Regions from separate parts of the Sus scrofa genome. Here region 2 is linked to region 1. A link is a contact called in public HiChIP or PLAC-seq data. All regions are on one chromosome and are shown on one strand. Each heading gives the region's core, a stretch centred on a gene start, on an enhancer-like site or on the middle of the called end of the contact. The rest is flanking DNA. Distances are from core to core; before and after follow the strand shown.

Region 1 (7,143 bases), core at 393-2,892:
AACATAGGGGTGCATGTGTCTTTTTCAATGAAAGTTTTGTCTGGAAAGATGCCTAGGAGTGGGACTGCTGGATCATATAGTATTTCTATACTTAGTTTTCTGAGGTACCGCCATACTGTTTTCCATAGTGGTTGTGCCAATTTACATTACCACAAACAGTGCAGAAAGGTTCCCTTTTCTCACACCCTCTCCAGCATTTGTTATCTGTAGACTTATTAATGATGGCCATTCTGATTGGTGTGAGGTGGTGCCTCACTGTAGTTTTAATTTGCATTTCTCTAATAGTTAGTGGTGTTAAGCATTTTTTCATGTGCCTGTTGACCATCTGCATGTATTCTTTGGAGATATGTCAGAGTTCCTATCGCGGCTCAGCAGAAACGAATCTGACTAGCATCCATGAGGACACAGGTTCGATCCCTGGCCTCACTCAGTGGGTTAAGGATCCAGCATTGCTGTGAGCTATGGTGTAGGTCACAGATGCAGCTCAGATCTGGCATTGCTGCTTCTGTGGCATAGGCAGTGTCTACAGCTCTGATTCATCTCCTAGTCTGGGAACCTCCATATGCCACAAATGCGGCCCTAAAAAAAAAAAAAAGATAGAATGTCCACTTAGATCTTCTGCCCATTTTTCAGTTGGTTGTTTGTTTTTTTGCTGTTGGGTTGTCTGAATTGTTTGTATGTTCTAGAGATTAAGCACTTGTCTGTTGCATTGTTTGCAATTACTTTCTCCCATTCCACAAGTTGTCTCTTTTTTTATGGTTTCCTTTTCTGTTCAAAAGCTTGTAAGTTTGATTAGGTCATATTGCTTTATTTTTGCTCTTAAGAAAATATTTTTTAGTTGAACTCTAAAAAATAGCCAGCTGTTGTCAGTATAGGAAAATCCTTTTACTCTACCCTGAAGAAGACTAAAATTTAAAGTCCTAACCTCACTTAGATGTTAAACTTGACCAAGATTAAGCAACTGTACTTTGGGATGATGTTCTGTAGGGAACCAACAGTTCCATGCAACCAGCTCAGTTCCATGATTAGAGACAAACTAACTTGAGGGATAGACACAAGGTAGAAGAAAGAATTGTCATGCCACCTAGAAGTACCCAGCTCCTAACCCTGCAAGAACAAGAACTTAGAAAGAAAACACAAATATCTATTGTTTGGTGAAAAGTCTACTCCATTGAGGAAAGGACATGTGAAAACCATGGGAAGTGGAAGTACCTTGCCCTCTGTGGCCCAGCCCAACCCCACTTCTTCTAGACACTTCCCCCTACTTTTCTGGAGTTCCCCAGGCGTGTTCTTCTCTTAAGTCACTGCTTCCTGTCTATTACTAACTAAATATTTTTCATCACAGAGGACTAAGTATCTTGAGGCAAGGAATCTCCAAAATTGAGTTGAGGTTAATTAACTTACATAGTACACATGGCCATGAATTTCAAGTTCCTGAATTACAGAGATGAAATAATTAATTCAGTTCAATCTGACAGATATTTGGAAAGCAGCTAATATGCCCCCCAAATACGATAGAACCCTTGTCACTTGGTAAGCAAACTTTATAAACCAAGAACAAGAAAAGATTTCACAGCTGTTACTCTAAAATAGAAAGACCACCATTGAGCCACACCCTGATTGCATCATATCTTTGTGCAGTATATGTAATAAAATGCTATATTAATAAGTCTGTTCCTCATTTTTCTCCTCAATATCTACTGCTAGAAAGTGAGACCTGACATTTATTTCAAAATATCCTTGGTAATTCACAATTATTTATAGCTCTACCACTCCATCCTCAAAAGTGAAAAATAATAATAGCTAAAACTTACTGAGTTCTTACTACATGCCAGGAGTTAGAGGAAGTGATATGTATAGCATTTCATTTAAGCTTCACAACAAGAGTATAAGGCATATGCTCTTTGCTGCTGCTACTGTTGTTGTTTTAGAAAAAATTCCCATACAATTATAAATTATATTTAAAGTATACAATTGGATAAATTTTAATAATGCTTATTCTTCTGAAATCATCATGATCAAGGCAATGAAAATATCCATCACCTGCAAAAGTTTCCTTATGACTTTTTATAAACCTTCCTTTTCACTCTTCCCTGTTCTCTATCTTCCATCCCAAGCAAATACTAGTCACAGTAGATCAGATTGCATTTTCTATAATTTTTTAAAATGGAATTTTACAGTATATACTCTCTTTTTCTGGCTTTTGTACTAAGCATAATTATTCTGAGATTCATACATGTTGTATTTATCAATAGTTTATTATTTTTTTATTGCTTAGTTCCACATTCTATTGTTTGGATATATTGTCATTTGTTTATTCATTCACCTCTGACATTTGACCTGTTTCCATGTTTTAGCTATTATGTATAACACTTCTGTACATATTGACATACAAGTTTTTGGATGTACATATGTTTTAATTTCTCTTGCATAAATATCTAGGAAAGGAAGAATTAGGTTATCTACAGGTTAGATATATGTTTAACATTTTAAGAATTGCCCATCCTATTACTGCTATAACAAACTACAAAAAAAAAAACAAAAGAGAGAAAGAGAGTACAGAGTTCCCATCCTGGCACAGTGGAAACGAATCCAAAGAGGAACCATGAGGTGGCGGGTTCAATCCCTGGCCTCACTCAGTGGTTTAAGGATCTGGCGTTGCTGTGAGCTGTGGTGTAGGTGCAGACACAGCTTGGATATGACGTTGCTGTGACTACAGTGTAAGCCAGCAGCTGTAGCTCCGATTGGACCCCTAGCCTGGGAACCTCCATATGCTACAGGTGCGGCCCTAAAAAAAAAAAGTATGCTTTAAAACAACACAAATTTATCTCTTCCAGTAGTAGAAGTCAAGATGTTGCCCGGTCTATGTTCCTTCTGGAGACTTCAAGGGAGAATCAATTTGCTCTTTCCTTTTTTACCCACCAGCCTGCATTCACTCACTCCCCAGGCTCATGGTCTCTTTCTCAGAAATTGAACTTCTCCTTCTGTGATCACACTTCCTATTGCTGATTCATCCTCCTTCCTCCCCTTACAAGGACATTTGTGATTATATTGTACTCACCTGGATAATCCAGTATAATCTCTTGGATCTCTAAAATCATTCACTCAATCATGTCCATAAAGTCCCTTTACCATGAAATCTCCTCACAGGTTCTAGGTATTAAGAAATCAACATCTCTGAGGTGCCATTATTCAACCAACCAATCCTTCTTCCAAAGGCACCATATAATTTAACACTCCCATCAGAGGTGGAAAGGAGTTCTACTTCCTCCACATCTTTACCAACACTTGTTACATACATTTTAATGTCAGCCATTCTAATAGGTTTATACTGGAATCTTATTGTCATCTTAATTTATACTCCCTGAATGATGTTGAACCTCTTTTTTTTTTTTTCCTCTTTACAGCTGCACCTGCAGCATATGGACGTTCCCAGGGCAGGGGTGGAATTGGAGCTGCAGCTGTGGGCTTTCCCACAGCCATGGCAATATCAGATCTGAGCCACATCTGCAACCTACATCACCGCTTAAGGCAATGCCAGATCCTTAACCCAATGAGTGAGGCCAGGGATTACACCTGCATCCTCACAATCAGCAGGTCCTTAACATGCTGAGCCACAATGGGAATTCCTGAAACTCTTTTTATGTATTCATTTGCCATTTGTAAATCTTCTTAGGTAAAGCATCTGTTCAAATATTTTTTTCATTTTTCACTGGGTTTTATGGGGGTTTTTTTGTTTGTTTTGGTTTTTGTTTTTTCTTTTTTTTTCTTTTTTTTTTTTTTATTTTCCCACTGTACAGCAAGGGGGTCAGGTTATCCTTACATGTATACATTACAATTACATTTTTCCCCCACCCTTTCTTCTGTTGCAATATGAGTATCTAGGCATAGTTCTCAATGCTATTCAGCAGGATCTCCTTGTAAATCTATTCTAAGTTGTGTCTGATAAGCCCAAGCTCCCGATCCCTCCCACTCCTTCCCCCTCCCATCAGGCAGCCACAAGTCTCTTCTCCACGTCCATGATTTTCTTTTCTGAGGAGATGTTCATTTGTGATGGATATTAGATTCCAGTTATAAGTGATATCATATGGTATTTGTCTTTGTCTTTCTGGCTCATTGCACTCAGTATGAGATTCTCTAGTTCCATCCATGTTGCTGCAAATGGCATTATGTCATTCTTTTTTATGGCTGAGTAGTATTCCATTGTGTATATATACCACTTCTTCCGAATCCAATCATCTGTCGATGGACATTTGGGTTGTTTCCATGTCCTGGCTATTGTGAATAGTGCTGCAATGAACATGCGGGTGCACGTGTCTCTTTTAAGTAGAGTTTTGTCCGGATAGATGCCCAAGAGTGGGATTGCGGGGTCATATGGAAGTTCTATGTATAGATTTCTAAGGTTTCTCCAGACTGTTCTCCATAGTGGATGTACCAGTTTTATGTTTTTTAATAGTTGGATTTTGAGAGTTCTTCCTATTTTCTGAATACAAATCTGTTACCAGACATGATTTCCAATACTTTATGCCAATTGGTAGCTTGTCTATTTTCTCTCTTAACAGTTCTTTCAAAATAAAAAGCTTTTCATTTTGTTTAGATTCAATTTGTGAATTTTTTCTTTTATAATTGGGATTTTTGTGCCATATCTAAAAAATCTTTGCCTAATCTAAGGTCAAAAAGATTTTCTTTCATGTTTTCTTCTTCTAGACATTTTATAGTTTTAGTTCTTATATTTAGGTCTGTATATGCTTTGTACAGATGTATATGCTGTATATACTTTGTACAGATGTATATGCTATGTACTTTGTACAAGATATGAAGTTCTTGTTTTACATATAAAAAATCGATTTGTTCTAATACTATTGGCTAAAAAGCCCAAACTTTCTCCCCTCAATTGCCTTTGTGCCCTTGTTGTTCATACATATGTTGGGTCTACTTTCACACTGTCTGGTCTATTACATTCATCCATTTGTCTATCTTTATACCATTATCACACTGCCTAGGACTTGAAATCAGATAATATTAAGTCCCCCAAATTTGTTCTTTTGAAGTTCCATTGGTTATTTTCAGCCTTTTGCCTTTTTCATTTGAATTTTATAATTATCTTGAAATTCATATGTAAAAGTTTGTGGGAAACTTGATTGTGATTACATTGAATTTCTATATTATTTTGAGGAGAACTGACATAATGGCAACATTGATTCTCCTGACCTATGAACATTGTATAGCTCTTCATTATTGAGTTCTTCTCAATAGAGTTCTATAGGTTTATGTACCAAGGTCTTATTCACATTTTGTCAAATATAACTCAAAGTATTTTCATATTTTTGATGCTATTTTAAATATTTTTTAAATTTCTGATTGCCCATTAATAGTATAATAGAAATACAATTGATTTTTGTATATTGATGTTATATCATGCAACCTTGAAAACTCATTTATTAGATCTTGTAGTTTTTTTAGACATTGGATTTTCTACATAGAATATTATGATGTATGGAAATAAAGTTTTATTTCTTCTTTTTCAAATTTTGGTTTGTGCTATAAATTTCCTTATAACTACAATTTAGCATCTTCCAACAGATTTTCATATGTTCTGATTTCATTTTCATTCAGTTCACAGTGCTTTCTAATTCCCCTTTTGATTTCTTCTTTGACCCATGAGTAATTTAGAAATGTGCTATTTGGTTTCCAAATATTTGGTGTTTTTCCAGAGATCTTTCTGTTATTGACTTCATATTTAATTCCACTGTGACCAGAGAACATACTTTGTACGACTTGCATCTTTTTAAAGATATTGAGACTTTTATGGTCCAGAATATGATCTTTGTAAATATTGCATAGCACTTGAGAATAAATGTATGCACTTGAAAATAAGCTGCTAGTATTGAGTGAAGTGTTCTAGAAATGCCAATAGGTCAGGCTGCTTAATTGTCTTATTCAAGTCATATATCTTAACCAGTTTTCTGTCTACTTGTTTTATCAACTATTGAGAGAATTACATTGAAATATCTGATTATAACTGTAGATTTGTCTATTTCCCCTTGCAGTTCTGTTTTTGTTTCATATATTTGGAAGCAAAGCTTTCTGCTCTGTTACTGATAGCATGAGTTTTCAGGAATGCTATTTCTTCCTGAAAAATTGATACTTTATTATTATGTGATAACCTTCATTATCCCAAGTAATAGCCTTTGCTCTGAAATCTACTTTATCTGTTATTAATATAGCCATTCCAGCTTTCTTTTGAATGAAGTTAATATGTCATTTTCAACCATTTAGTTTTTATCTTCTTATGTCTTCATATTTAAAGTGCACTTCTTAGCCACCATATAGTTAGATCTTTCTTTTTATCTAATGTAACAATTTCTACCTTTTAATTGAGGTGTTTATATGATTTTTATTTTTTTTCCATTATAGCTGCTTTACAGTGGTCTGTCAATTTTCTACCCTACAGTAAGGTGACCCAGCCACACATACATGTACACACTCTTTTTTCTCACATTATCATGCTCCATCATAAGTGACTAGATATAGTTCCCAGTGCTATGAGGTGTTTAGTACATTTACAATTACTGTGACTATAGATATGGTTAGATTTAAATAATTTCATTTGCCTGCTCCAGTTTCTGTGTTATTTTTGCAATACAGTGTACTTCTACATGTGTGTATTAGTTATCTAGTTTTCTACCTAACAAATTACCATAAACTTAAAGGCTTACAGCACCATTTATGATCTCACAGTTCTATAAGAAGTCTGGGATGATCTGGCTACATTTTTTGCTCAGGCTGAAACAAGATATCATCTGGAGCATGGGATCTTCTCCTAACCTCATTCCTATTACTGACAAAATTCAATTCTTTGTAGTTTTAGGACTGGGGTCCCTATTTCCTTGTTGACAGTAGACAAGGGGTCACAGTCACTCTCAGCTTCAATCTTTGTATGTGAACCCCTCCACCTACAAAGCCAGCATGAATACATCAAATTGTCCTTGTGGCTTTCAATCTCTCTGCCTTTCTCTCAGCTACCAGATGGAGACAACACCCCACTTTTAAAAGTACTCATATGATTAGTTAGGTCCAACTGTGCTATTAAATGCGGCAGAACATTAGAATATAACATAACAACACTGATATCATCATATT
Region 2 (7,114 bases), core at 389-2,888, 210 kb after region 1:
GGAAATATGCAGATCTAAGCATTGTCCAGCATTATCTCAGAACAGGAGAAAAGCTTCTCATCCAAATGCCTATGAGGTAAGTAAGAACTTAAATTCATGCTTTACATAAACATAGTAATATTAGTTTACTGTGTTTCAACCTTAAACAGAAAGTTTCAACCCATGGATCCTCCAGTCAAATAGTAACTCATAAAACCACCACTAACTACAGAAAACAAACCAATGACATACAGTCTAAAGAATTACTCCCCATAACACAAAAGGTTTAAAAGTCGTTATGCACAATAAACGATATTAAAATTGCACCAGCAGTGTGTACTCATGCTTGTAGCCTAGCTACACAGGATAACACAAGCCCAGGACACCTTTCCAGAGGGAGAGTCAACGCCCTTCTGCCCCAACACCTCCCTCAGAAAATGCCACTGAGAAAACAGCACGCTTTACATGCTTCACACCAAACAGGGATGCCTAATATTTCTCGCAAGTTACTGTGTACCAGACACTGTTCTGAGCAATTAAATATATCATCTCATATGATGCTCATGATAACCCTTTAAGGTAGGTCCTATTATTATTCCTACCTTTCAAAATAGTTAAGGAACTGGTCCTCAGCCCTAGAGCTGGTAGGTGGTAAAGCCAGGATCTAATCCATGCAGGTGAGCCCCCAGCCCACGCTCTCAATCACTAGGCTACATCGCCTCTCAAAAAGAGGTGCTTGTAGAGACTGACCATTCTCTTTTTGGCTTTTTTCCTGAAAGTGTACATTTATTCATTTCTAACACTTATTCAAATCTACAGTCTTCAAGAAACCACCAGTCATTTTATGTCACTTCCTTACACACCCCAAGGTTCAAGCCTTGATCATAATCCAGTAATTCTATAGTCTCACCTGTTAAACTACAATTCAAAATCCAAAAGCTCTTGGACTTCCCGCGTGGCTCACAAAATCCAAAAGGTCATGACTCAGAAATTTAAATTTAACTGAGTCTCCTATTTGTGACTATTTTCAACTTCTTTGACTTCTTGATATTATCTGTATTAGTCAAAATTATTTCGGTTGTACTCCCTTCAAAGACGATCCCCTATTTGACAGACAGTGCATATTTAATGTTTTTTTCATAGGTATCTGCTAGTTCTTTGCAGATTTGGGGTCTAAACTGAAAAGTAAACAGCATTTTGAGAGCTTTTATGGCATTTAATCAAAATTTATCAAAGAAAAATGGGAGGGGGGTTAGAGTAAGCATTTGTTTGGCTTATTCAAAAACAATTTCTCAACATGTGACCAAGTGTGGTTTTACCATGTCATCACACCTTGCCCGAAGCTCATTATATCAGCACATCAAGGCCACAGAGCACACACCTGCAGCCCAAAGAAAACATTTACTGGAATGGGAATTAAAAGTGATTTTGAAGTTATAATTTTTACCACAGTTAAGACTCAACTATTCCGTGCTAAATAAGTATTATAAAGAAACATGTATATAACACAGGAAACAATTACCATTTCCATTCAAATGTTAATTGTATTTACTACCAGAGTTAAGTCAAGCAAAGCAAATCAATTACTGAACCTGACATTAATTCTTTAAACAGGCAACGTTAGATAATAGCATAGTTTTAAAGTGAAATATGTGTACCTACATTGCCCTCTTATGGTCAACTGGGAGAAAACATTCTCTGATTACTAGGATTTTTAAGCAGTCTGAGGTTGTTTAGAAAGTCATTGTTTCTTGGAACTCAGAATACATTTTCACGTAAGATACTTGAGATATGAAAGCCCCTTAAATCCATTATATAACCCTTAACTTACATGTGGAATAAAAATAATTAAAAACAAAAATGAGTCATTACTCAGTTTTATGGTTATCTTGAACACTGATGGTGAAGGAAGTTTACAGAGGTGGTTGTAAGAGCAGATATCAAGATTTTTATGCAAAATCAGGAGGGACAGTTTTGATTATTTGTAAGTAAGGCCCCTGCTTCTCTAAAATGTTCTGGCTTCTCTTTAAAAGCCCGCAGCTGGGAGTTCCCATCGTGGCTCAGGGGAAAGGAATCCAACTAGTATCCATGAGGACGTGGGTTTGATTCCTGGTCTTGCTCAGTGGGTTAAGGATCTGGCGTTGCCTTGAGCTGTGGTGTAGGTCACAGACACAGCTCAGATCTGCGTGGCTGTGGCGTAGGCTGTGGCTGTGGCATAGGCTGGCAGCTGTAGCTCTGATTCAACCCCTATCCTGGGAACTTCCATATGCCATGGGTTTGGCCCTAAAAAGCAAAATAAATAAAAGCCCGCAGCTTACATTTTCCTCCAAAGAACATCATCCCATGTCATCCACCAGCCATAATGAGGGCTATCTGGACCACACATGGAACAAAATGAGAGAGAAAAGGCAGAGATAAGTTTCCCTAAGTGATCTAGAAAGAGCCAGGTGAGGACACCATGTGAATTAAGGGTGGGAGGTGTGTGCACATGTGCGAACACAGGTCCCTTAATTTTCTGGCACGGAATTAGGTGGAGAAGAAAGAACAGTAAAAAGCAGCTCAAAGGGGAGGACATGGTTCATGAGGGGAAAGAAAGACAAGATGGAGAAAGACAACTGCGGCAGACAACTGCCTGACCAGGGAAGGCGAGCACAGGAATGCCTGGGTGCCACCCTCGGGAGACAGGAATGGGGCCAGTACACTGCACTGTCTGGGCATGCCCTCTCACGTGCCACACCACAATTATAGTGGCTGCAGTTTGAGTTTACCCTTGAATTCTCTCTAGAAAACCTTGGGGACTTAGGAGTTACCCTGCTGGCACAGCAGGTTAAGGATCTGGTGTTGTCATTGCAATGGCTCAGGTTCAATCCCTGGCCTCAGAACTTCTACATGTTGTGGGCCCAGCCAAAAAAGAAAAATTGGGGGGTTTGATTTTGTTCTTTCTATTTTATTTTATTTGCCCTTTTTTAGGGCCGCCTACATGGCATATGGAGGTTCCCAGGCTAGGGGTCAAATCAGTGCTGCAGGGGCTGGCCTACACCACAGCCACAGCAACACCAGATCCAAACCACATCTGCAACCTATACCACAGCTCATGGCAACGCCAGATCCTTAACCCACTGAGCAAGGCCAGGGATCAAACATGCATCCTCATGGATGCTAGGCAGGTTTGTTTCCACTGAGCCACAACAGGAGCTCATGTTCTTTAAATTTCATTTCCCTCAAAGCTAAGCATTTTACAGAGGAAAGCTAAAAGTGCTATAGAAGGTAGAAATAGCTATCAGGAGTTCCCGTAGTGGCGCAGTGGTTAACGAATCCGACTAGGAACCATGAGGTTGCGGGTTCGGTCCCTGCCCTTGCTCAGTGGGTTGACGATCCGGCGTTGCCGTGAGCTGTGGTGTAGGTTGCAGACGCGGCTCGGATCCCGCGTTGCTGTGGCTGTGGCGTAGGCTGGTGGCTACAGCTCCGATTCGACCCCTAGCCTGGGAACCTCCATGTGCCGCGGGAGCGGCCCAAAGAAATAGAAAAAAAAAAAAAAAAAAAAAAAAAGAAATAGCTATCAAATAAGAGAATATTGAAAGGGGCCTAGAGAATAGCTAATCCAAATATCTTACAAAGGTGAAGAAAGCAGGTCACAGAGTGTGAGTGTTATGTGTAGGATATGAGTCCTTTGCTCTTTTAAGTTCACTGGACCTAGACCTTGGTTTCATTATCTATAAAATGGGTAAACTACTAGCCATTATGAAGGGTTGCTATGAAAATTCAATACTGTAATAGTGTGGACGCACATTTTTAACTTACAGTAAGGGGCCATACTTGAAGACTAGAAATATTCTATGTACTCTAAATATTATACATCTTGATCTGGGTGATAGTTAACTTATTAGTTTCCTACTGCTGTGTCAAAAACCACCACAAACCTAATGGTTTAAAAATAAAGGACGTTTATCTTCCCATAGTTCTGTAGGTCGGGAGTCTGGGGTGTGGTATAGCTGGGGACTGTGCTCAGGATCTCACCAGATGTCAGCAGAGCTGTGTTCTTTCCTGAAAGCTCTGGAGAGGCATCTGCTTCCAAGCTCATTCATTAGCTAAATTCAGCTCCTTGTAGTTATAGGACTGAGTTTCTCATTTCCCTGCTGGTCGACAGCCAGGGAATGCCTCTCAGCTCCTAGAAGCTGCCTACCTTCCTCACCCCATGGCCTCCTGCATCTTTCAGGCCAGCAACAAAGAATCTCCGTCATGTGGAATCTTTCTCACACTTTCTTTCAATGTCTTTCTTTTGAAAGAATCTGGGCCCTGTGATTATGTCCTGGGCTTATGTGACTAGGTCAAATCAACACAGAATAATCTCTTTCTTCAAAGTCAGCTTTGTCATATAATTGAAGGAAAGGGTTTATATAAGGACATGGATCACTGGGAGTAACCTTAGAATCCGGCCTACAAAGCTACAAAGCTATGTACAGATATAAAACTCCATCGTACTAAATATATGCTTATGATCTGTGTGCTCTATTGCACATAAGATAGGGTTCAATAGAGAAAAACAGTAAAAAGCTATAAAGATGTTGGTAGTCTATTGCTATTAGATCTAGTCCTATCCTAAACTTTCAGTAAGCTCCCCCCAAAACATGAACTCTGGTTTAGCTGCTGATGTTAGAAGCTATCAAGACATCAGGCTAATTGTGCGAGGACTGCCATGGAGGTGCTTATGAAAACTTGGGCAGTAATTCTGACACTGGGAAAGCCTGTCAGAGACCAGATGCTTGCCAGTGATGAGCTAGTCTACTCTAATCAAAAGCAGTGTTTCTTTGCTTTTGACTGGAATCATACCCATACAATGGGTAGCAATCTTAAGCAATCCACCAGGATCTAAATATGCATCTTAGAACAATTTTACCTTGTAGGAAAATCAATTAACTAATATATAAGTAATGCAATATCATAGGAAAAATAAAACCTTCAAAATATAAGATTTATAAGTGAAATAATAAAAGTTGAAAGACTATGAACTTTTCCAAGACCTGAACAAAGAAAATATAAGATGGGCCTGACATATCTTGTGGTGTCAGAAAGGAAGGAAGTGCTCAAAAAAATGAGTTAATTAATTAAAATGATGAAAGCATGTCAAAAGCGCCCAGAAGCCAAACTGGAACAGTTGGAACAACAACTGAATTGAATTATAACTCAAAGAATGAAAGATGGGGGAAAAAACTGTAACTGCAATGTATACATCTAAGGATGACCTGACCCCCTTGCTGTACAGTGGGAAAATAATTTTAAAAAAAAAAGGAAAAAAAAAAAAAAAGAATGAAAGAGTCATGGGTCTATATTGATAAAATTAAATAAATGGTAAAGAAGGAACAACTCTTCCTTACAGAAAAATTCCAAGTAACAAAGGTATTAGGAATGAGAGGGAGAGAGCAAGCACCATTAGAACACCACAGAAATAACTGCTGCAGGGAGTTCTAGGCATGATGCTCAAGTCAGCAGTTGAGAGTTGAAGCAGAAACAGAATGCTACATAGACTCTGTATTAGTTTCCTGCAGCTGCTGTAACAAATTACCACAAATTTAGTAGCTTAAAACAATACAAATTTGTTATTTTATAGTTCTGAAAGCCAGAAGTCCAAAATGAGTATCACTGGGCCAAAACCAAGGTGTCGGCAGAGCCATGCTCTAGCTGAAGGATCTAGTATGGATTCAGTTCCACATTTCTAGCTGAAACAGAAAGACATGTTTTCTAGAGTTGTATTCTTTGACTCATGGCCCCCTTCTTCACTTCTAAAGACAGGATCACAGCATCTTCAAATCTCTGTTTCTATCTTTACATGGCCTTCTGTCTTCTTATGAACTTTCCCTCTGCCTCCTTCTTAAAAGAACACTTATGATTGTATCTACGGCCCACTCAGATAATCTCTCCTCATCTCAAAACCATTAAGCTAATCATGTATGCAAAGTTTCTTTTGCCGTATAAGGTAACAGTCACAAATGTGAGGGATTAGGATCTGGATGTCTTTAGGGGACATTATTCAGCCTACCACAGTCTCAAAGTATCTCCCCAGAACACTGAGTAAATATAGAGTGGAAAACCCAGGCAGACACCACTTCTTTAACCAAGTGATCAAGGTTAACATCATTACTAATATAAACTGACACACAACATCATTTTTGTCCTAGTCTTTCCCAAACTGCATAACCTCATTTCAATCAAAAGAAAACATTAGACAAACCCAAATCTAGAAAGATTCTAAAAAAACAACTGACCAATGCTCTTCAAAAGTATCAAAAAGATAGAACAAGAGCCAGGGGATCTGTCACAGAAGGAAGATTGAAGAAATGAGCAACTTGGGAGTTCCCATCCTGGCTCAGCAGAAACGGATCTGACTATCATCCACAGGGACGCAGGTTCAATCTCTGGCCTTGCTCAGTAGGTTAAGGATCTGGCATTGCCATGAGTTGTGGCTATAGGTCACAGACGCAGCTAGGATCCCGCATGGCTGTGGCTGTGGTATAGGCCAGCAGCTATAGCTCTGATCTGACCCCAGCCTGGAAGGGAACCTCCATATGCCACGGGTGTGGCCCTAAAAAGACTAAATAAATAAATAAATAAATAAATAAAAAGAAATGTGCAATTAAATGCAAAGTGAGATCTGCACTGGATCCTGGAACAAAGAAAGGACATGAGTGGAAAAACTGATGCAATCCAAAAAAACTCTGCAGTTTAGATCATCATATTGTACTAACGTTAAATTCTTAGGTTTGATAAGTTTCTGTGATTTCTTAAGATGTCAAACATTAGGGGAAGTTGGGTGAAAGCTATACAGGAACTTTGTACTATAGTTTCACAACTCTTAAATCTAAAATTATCTGAGAACAAAACATTTTTAAAAGAGGAAAAGGAATGAAGGGAGACAGGGAAGAAGGAATGGAAGGAACAACGTGAGCCCTTCGTTTACGATCTTTAAGTGCCCCCTGCTGGTCACTAAGGTGAACTTCTTGAAGTTCCCCCAAGCTGGACTTTTTTTTTTTTTTTTTTTTTTTTTTGCTTTTTAGGGCCACACCTGCAGCATATGTAAGCCCTCAGTCTAGGGGTCGAATCTGAGCTACAACTGCCAACCCACACCACAGCCACAGCA

The links. HiChIP or PLAC-seq counts read pairs in DNA pulled down with a chosen protein or histone mark.
Region 2: a contact with region 1 is called in an H3K27ac HiChIP or PLAC-seq map of alveolar macrophages. The contact joins two enhancer-like sites. A contact is called at or near these places in 2 of 47 Hi-C or Micro-C datasets (liver and skeletal muscle) and 1 of 2 datasets of contacts at active chromatin or transcription factors (alveolar macrophages).

The regions. Positions count from the first base shown.
Region 1 is chr13:157,089,854-157,096,996 of Sscrofa11.1, forward strand. All of the region lies in intron 1 of LOC102162881 (a long non-coding RNA gene), which reads right to left. Among named protein-coding and RNA genes, the nearest start is that of NFKBIZ, 180 kb to the right of the region's middle. Within about 2 kb of position 1,643, at least 3 of the 83 cell types and tissues checked have an H3K27ac peak or open chromatin away from gene starts, as enhancers often do. A contact at or near this core is called in alveolar macrophages, where this site is marked.
Region 2 is chr13:157,304,088-157,311,201 of Sscrofa11.1, forward strand. The region is part of intron 5 of NXPE3 (NXPE family member 3); the gene reads right to left. Among named protein-coding and RNA genes, the nearest start is that of NXPE3, 30 kb to the right of the region's middle. Within about 2 kb of position 1,639, at least 4 of the 83 cell types and tissues checked have an H3K27ac peak or open chromatin away from gene starts, as enhancers often do. A contact at or near this core is called in alveolar macrophages, where this site is marked.